2 separate regions of the Gossypium hirsutum genome follow, and region 2 is linked to region 1. A link is a contact called in public Hi-C data. All regions are on one chromosome and are shown on one strand. Each heading gives the region's core, a stretch centred on a gene start, on an enhancer-like site or on the middle of the called end of the contact. The rest is flanking DNA. Distances are from core to core; before and after follow the strand shown. Region 1 has its middle 14 kb from the start of LOC107961504. Region 2 has its middle 11 kb from the start of LOC107957349.

Region 1 (3,951 bases), core at 952-3,451:
TATGAAGTACAAGCAATCATTATATTATTGCCATTAAAATTTAATATTTCAGTTAACTTTTCTATTTAAAGTAACTTAACTAAAAATTGAAGGTTGAGAATTAAAATGATGTGGATGGGTAAATTGTAATTTTGAAAGAAATGTAAATGTGATTGAGGGTAATTATTTTATGAAGTGAAATTAAAAAAAGAGAGAGAATACAAGCACGTTTATAATGTTTGTTTATTTCTTAAATATGATTAAAGAATAGGTGAGAAGGATATAAGTTGGTTTGTAAACTTCATTTATTTCACAAATCACAATGAATGCATCTATGCCATTTAATGTGAAAAATATAATTGAAAAGGTACTTGAGCCTTGAAATGTTATAGCCTAACAAAGTAATAGCAAGCAGTAATTAGGGCATGCCAAGTACATGAATGAAATTAATGCTTACCCAATACAATGCATGTATCTGATTTTTTAGGGTTTGATATTATCAATTGCTGTGAAATGGAAATAATGAATGGTAGCCGTAGCTGCCTGCCTTTGCCAATTCCCACTATGATCACTTTGCCTAGCCTTGTAAATTTTTTTCATGAAGCCATATATAGGTGTCCTCATGGGAAGCTTTGAAGTTAGTCCAATAGTTGTATTCATACAATATCACATAACTACACTAACAATAGTAATCATTGTTGATACAATATAAAAGAGCAAAGGTTGAAGTTTTCTTGAGGATGGAAAAAGTAATCTTAATTGAAGAGATGGTAATCACTAGTTTTGTAGTAGTTAATGTGATTTTTGTTATTGGTCAAGAAAGATGTTTAGACATGATGATGGATATGGTAATCAAAACTAGGGCCAACATGGTATAGTATAACTACATTATAAGCAACTTAATAACTTGAATTTCTATGTTAATCATTTAGTTAAATTAAAAGATAATACAATTCCTCATGTTTGGATATTGATTTCAGTGCATGCAAAAGGGGAAAATTGAGATAATTTTGGCCCCGTGATTCTATGATCAAATTTAGTGTTTGATCAAATTGATTAATAAAATAATTTTTAAAAATTAAGGTCAAATATAAGTAACATATTGAATTTTTTTTTATTTTAGTATCTAATTGAGACCTTATTTATATATATATATATATAAAATAAAATTGAAGCTTCGTCAGTCACTACTCACTGATTAAACTGTTGAAAGGTAAAAATAAATAGTAATTACGAAACCATTGATTGGGTCATTTAGCATGAGAAGGGCTTTGGTTTTGATAACATGATGAAGCATCGGCCTATTTGGTTAGACTAAAATTGACTCGCTGGGTTTTTTAATTAGAGCTAGTCTATGCTAATAGTCCGTAAGTTCCCACCCATTTTTCAAACATTTCATTTAAGTTTTACAATATTTATTTGTATATTTTATTATCAATATAATTAAAAAATTAAATTTAAATGCAAATCCTAAACTTATATCTTTAAAAAAACCTAAAAAAGAAGAAGAATATTGGACCATATGATTTCGAGATTAAGTGATTTGATAATAACATAATTTTTTATATCACTTTACTAATGACTCTTTGGGTCCATTTAAATTAAAATATTTATAAACATAAAATAAATAAAGAAAACCTTTCTAGTAGGACATAAGGGACCGCAATTTTACTTTTTTTTTTATTTAAAAAAATGTTTACCCAATGCGTTTAAAATTTTTGAATAATTCGTTCTATTTTGATGACTAAAATTTTAATTTATTTTCCTGTTGACTTGGACTTGGGCCTACTATTCCAGGACCTCTTGAATCCAATAAACGCTCCCTTCCCACGAAATTCTTCCTTTTCCAGTTGATGTGCTGCAACATTGCTTCATATAAGAATATGCTTAAATTGACACTTTGCAAACTTTGTAGAATGGTCTTTCCATTAATCATATAGGTACTGATTACTAACTTAATTTCCTTTTTGGATTGTTCGGACATTTAATTTCATAGAAGGCTCGATTGGGTAGCCAGAGATTCTAACTCTCCTCTTGTATTATCTCAGAAATACCTTCATGCAACCAGATTTGCCTGCAATTTGTTTTTTAACATTATAGTGGTTATATAAGAAAGCCAAATAGTTAGTTATGTTACTGTCCATGTGAATTGATGGCCAAGATACTCCCTAGTTTCTCCCAAACTCCTTTTGCAAAACTATAGTCTATATACCATGAATCACATAACTGAAGCCAAATCCCTCACGTAGCTTACAATCACATAATTTGGACCACATACACCAATGAATACCATGCCTACCATGAGACTTTTGCCACCAGAATCTATTAATAATGGACTAAATCTTTACAATAAGAAAAACTTATTGCATGAGAGTAATTTGAATTAAGTATGTATATACCATTTTTTTTTATTTTTTATTTTTGAGTAAGTAGCTATGTAGAAAGCCATATATTAATTTGAAATTTTTATATTTAAACATCTTTTAATAAACATTGAAGATTATTAAGTGTAAAAAATTTATCTCCAATATATTTAACAGTATCAACTCTAAAATTGTAAATAGTGAATTACATTTATGCTTTTAATAATTTTTAAAATTATCTATTCATCCTAAAATAAAAATTAATTACTTTTATTACTATTAACAATTTAACATAAATGTCCTTTTTAGAGTGAAATTCCTTAATTGATTATTTAATTTTTATATTTACGTTGATAAAATAGAATTTCTTTATTAAACTAAAATATCAATTGATATTTTAGTTTGTCCTTATTGAAGTAAAACTCTTCTAATTAATATTTTTATTAAGTATTATATAATTTTATTTTTAATTAATTTAGTAAACTTAAATATTAAGAAAACACACTATACACACATGCAATCTTAGATATCCACAACTATCACACCCAAAACCAAACCAATGGACAACAGACAAGAATTCAAACAAACTTCAACAATTAAGAATGAAAATAAGAATTGTATCTATAAGTCTAAATTTAACTAATTAGCTTTCCTAACGTAAGCATGATAAAAAATCATCAACAAGCAATCATCATACACAAAATCTCTCTGGTAACGACACTAACAACTTGATCGTGCCTCGGTGTGCATAAAACGAGCAGAGAAATTTGCAAACAAACAAAATAAAGTGAAATGAAGTGCGATGTTTACTACAAGTGTCACAGGTCAGTTGTAATATTTATAAATGTTTACAATGTAACATTGAGTATCCTAAGGCTCGAACCTAAAGGAGATAGGCTAACAAAATTGATCAACGACCAAGCATGCAAACATGAGAGTCTAGTTAGCTATTCTATAAATAGCATAGTACGACAACTCATAAAGAGAGAAATTAAGCTAATGACTAAATTATAAGGACTAAATTATAAATAAACCAATTTCTCAAGTTAAAAAAATAGACAATCAATATGTTTAATTAATATCGATGTTAATGGTGAATTCCTAGTTTAGGGAGCTAGAACGCCTAATTTTCCTAAATAGTCTAATTTACCTCTCGGACACCATTTTACCCAATTAAGCAATTTAATCCAATTTACCTCTCAGCCTCACTAGATTAAATTGATTTAATCGAATTGATCCACAATAGAATCTCCTTTCGATCTCACCTATCTAGATAGTCCCTTAGAGTCGTCAATTCTAGGTTTTCAATTTAGTTCAAATTTTACAATCTAGTCCCTAAACATGAAATTAACCAATTAACACTTCAAATAATCCATCATAAATTGAATTATTTAAGACCCATTATCAATTCAAGGAACCCAATCAATTTCATGCTAAATCAAACAAGAAAATAATATAAATTAGTTTGAGTTTGCAAATGCTCAAAATAATTAACGAAATCCTTGAATCGATAAAGGTTTGATGCTTTGATTCCAGGAATATTGAAGACCCAATTGTTAAAATGCAAAATCAAATGAACAAAATATGAAAAAGCTAATAAAATCTTAAG
Region 2 (3,951 bases), core at 1,079-3,578, 66 kb before region 1:
CACAAATATCAGGTACCAGTGTGGTCAACAATTTCATTAGTGATAGAAGTGATGATGAAAGGAAAATGAATAAGATTTTACAACATATAAAAGTTTTAATAGGTTATTCTGTGTTGCATCTTCTTCTGTGCAATTATATTATGAGAAATATATATTAAAGCAAACATGAACAAAATCAAATCAATCTAAAGAGGCATGGATTCCAAAGATCTTTAATGGTCATGAATAACATTGTATGATTAATTTTAGAATGTCAAGAATTGTATTCACAAGTTTGTTGAGTGTTTTGAAAACCTAGTACGATATGAAAAGTTCAAGAAACATTTCTTCTCATGAAATGTTGGGTATCTTTTTGCACATCTTGGGCCTTGGTGTAACAGTTACTCAATATTGAGAGAAATTTCAAAGGCCTAAAGGGACAATAAGTCTATACTTTGTTATTGTGCTTGAGATTTCAAACGTCTAGAGATTTCAAAATTTCAAAGATGACCATTGATATAATTGCACCAGATGATTATACTTTTAACTCAATGTTGGAACAAATATGTAATGATTCTACAGATATGCTACATTTTAAGGTAAAAGTTTAAAGTTATAATACTATGTTTTAATGTATTAGTTTACTTAAAGTATGCATGTATACTAATATGATTGTTTATTTAAGATTGCATTACTGCAATTGATAGTACATATGTTGGAGTTATTCTTCCACCAAACGAACAAATTCCCTACATAGGAACAAAAAATGTCTTAACTCAGAATGTTATGGCAGTATGTGATTTTAATATGTTCTTCACATTTGTCGTAGCTGGATGGGAAGGACCAACATATGACACTAGAATATTTCTTGATATAATTCGAAATCCAAGATTAAACTTTCCACACCCACCAAATGGTAAATTATTTGATCTATTTTTTCTTTTAAATAATAAAGTATAAGCTCTTTAATTGTTTGTTTATTATGTTATGACATGAAGGGAAATGTTATCTTGTTGGTTTTGGATATCCTAAAATGAAAGGTTTTCTCGGATTATATAAAGGAGAATGATATCATTTACTTAATTTTCGTAAGGGTAGACTTATATCTAGTAAGAAGAAATATTCAATCATTACATAGTGTTATTGAATGAACATTTGGTGTGCTAAAAAATGGGTCATTTTAAAGTATATGTCAAGTTATAGTTGTAAAAAAATAAACGATGATTCTTGTTGCTATAATGGCGATACACAATTTTATTCGAAAACAATTAGGTTTAAATGATGCAGATTTTATGATATATGAAAATAATGATAGAGCATATAAGAATATTATTAACCCAAAATACGTGCATGATAGAGAAAGTGATGGTGATAGTGGTGGTAGTGAATCAAACAATTTAGGTGATTATAAAATGGAATTAACAATGAATGTCTTAACTTGTAATTTAATGAATTCAATTTAAATTGCAAACACTAATGTATTATTTGTAATATTTCTATTGAGTGTGCGATTATTTTCCTTTTTAAAATTTAATTAAAATATGTAACATATTTTAATTTGTAATGTTTATCTTTGTTTGTAATTATAATGTCTAATACGTAACATATTTTACAAGCTTTTCATACTAATTGTTTAAATGTTTTAAAATTTATATTTTATGTATCAAAATATTAATAAAGAGTTATAATAAATTGTTTTCTATATTTTATTATAATTTAAGATGATATATTTTATATACCATAATTATTAATGAATTCTAATATCATTTAAATGCATGTTTTTATACTTTATAACATCATGTTTAAAATAGACCTTTTATCTTCTTGAAAGCACTTTTCAAAAGCAATGCTAAACGCTAAAATCTCAATAACACTTTCAAAAGTATTTTTTTACAACATTTTTCAAAAGTAATGCTAAACTGGCCCTAAGTTATATTGTGGGGGTGCAATGTGTTTAAACCATCCAAATGTGATTCACCATCAGTGTTCCAAACACCAAATAAATTCAATAAAGAAGGATTGTCCCTTAAGATTCCATTTCGTTGGAAGTAATTGGTAATCCAAGAAAACCTTAATATGTAATCTTCAAAATCCAAAAGGAGAATGTCATTTTGGAATCTTTTATTACCCTCTAAAGTGAGATTTCTCGAACTAAGTGCCTCCAAAAGGTAATAATGTTATTTTAATTTTTATATAATATTTTTATTAAAACAAATTCTTACTTTATAAAAAAATGCCAATGAAGCCTAGACTTGTCAACAAAGACGGAGGCCCTAAGTCTTGAGTACTCAGGTTCAAAACCCATAACCCATTATATATGATTATATATATAGGTTTCAAAGCCCCACCATGTGCCTATGCCATGTATGGGTTTCAAGTCGGTTCCCAAAAAAACCCAACTGAATCGACCAATAAAGCTGATTGGTCCCCCTAAAGATTATTATTGTTGTTGTCGTTGTCTTACAAAATGGATTGTTACCTTGTACATCACCAGTGAAGTAAAAGCTCCACAAATGAGTTTAGGATGATGTCAATTTTTATTTTGGTGTAGTAAAATAAAAATTAAAAAAAATAAAAAGGACACTTGGTACCATCCTAAACATGTTTGTAGAGTTTTTTACTTCATTGGCGGTTGAAACCACTTTAATGAAAATGAATTTCTCCCTTTAATTATATATTAAAAACAAACAAAAATAAATATTAATCCAATTACATTGATAGGTTAGAATTATGAATTTTAATAATTGATTTAACTATAACCAATAAAAGTAACAAAATCTACATTTACTATAATTAAATCAATTATAGCTTAATTCTGCACCTAAAACTAAATCAAATTACATTATTGTATGTATTTGAAAATTCAAAATTTTTATTTGGATAATGAATAAAATATTGGATTTAAATTTGGGCAAATTCAAGTCTAACTTTATAAGAATTAAATTTTGGATTTTTAAAATCTATTTTATAACTTGGAATTTTCAAAATCCAAAATTGATTAAGAAACCATGAGAAATTTTTTATTTACTCTTACTTCCTTCAAAATTCAAACAATAATTAATTAATTTTCAGATCACCGATTCTCGATTCAACTGATCCAATTTGTTCAATTGAATAAATTATTAAAAATAAATAAAATTGGTTCAATCATTGGTTCGATCATTGATTCAACTAGCTTGACAAGTTCAATCGATTTACGAGTCAACCAATCTAACCTCTTATTCCAGGCTGGTACCCCGATCAGTCTCTGATCCAATCAGTTTGACCAGCCGATCCGATTTTAAAACAGTGATGAAGCTTCAAGCATTTAATTTAAGTTGAGAGTTCTTTTTAATATTTTAACCCAAAAAATTATATATATATATATATATATAAAAATAGAAAGTTACATTTAGTTGGCCAATTCATAATTTTTAAAAAAAAAATCTTTGAAAGAATATACAGAAACAAACAATCTTATCCTAAATTGTTCATAACAAAGTGGAAAAGACATTTTTTCATTCAAAATTAAAGTTTTCATAATCGAACTCGTGATCAAACTGATTAGATAACTGGTTTGTTAGTCCAACTGGTTCGTTCGGTTTGATCAATTTATCTGGTTTTATTAAATAAATCTTTAAATTTTCATAAAAATAAAATTATTAAAAAATAAAAAATTTTGGTTCAACCACTCAATTAACAGATTTGTACCAGTTCCTGAGTCAACTTGTCTAATGCCTTTCTCTAGATCGATACCTTGACTAATTACTGGTCTGACTGGTCAGTCCAATCCGGTTCAAACAATAATGTCCAAAATCTTCCTAAATAATTAAATTAAAAAAGCGTTATTAAAATTTAGAATTTATTGAATTCAAATCTAAATTTAAATTTTCCAAATAATGAATTTGGATTAATTTAAAATATTTAGTTTCAATATTTTAATCGTCAAACAAAAAAATTTGAAATTATGAAATTCAAATATGCATATATTCA

Evidence for each region. A called contact is a pair of places that touch in the nucleus more often than the background predicts.
Region 2: a Hi-C map of leaf shows a contact between it and region 1, with 1.8 times the contacts expected there. The contact joins two enhancer-like sites. A contact is called at or near these places in 3 of 34 Hi-C or Micro-C datasets (hypocotyl, leaf and seedling).

What each region holds. Positions count from the first base shown.
Region 1 is chrA05:44,446,896-44,450,846 of Gossypium_hirsutum_v2.1, reverse strand. No RefSeq gene overlaps it. Among protein-coding and RNA genes, the nearest start is that of LOC107961504, 14 kb to the right of the region's middle. Within about 2 kb of position 2,201, at least 2 of the 9 cell types and tissues checked have an H3K27ac peak or open chromatin away from gene starts, as enhancers often do. A contact at or near this core is called in leaf, where this site is marked.
Region 2 is chrA05:44,513,223-44,517,173 of Gossypium_hirsutum_v2.1, reverse strand. No RefSeq gene overlaps it. Among protein-coding and RNA genes, the nearest start is that of LOC107957349, 11 kb to the right of the region's middle. Within about 2 kb of position 2,328, at least 1 of the 9 cell types and tissues checked has an H3K27ac peak or open chromatin away from gene starts, as enhancers often do. A contact at or near this core is called in leaf, where this site is marked.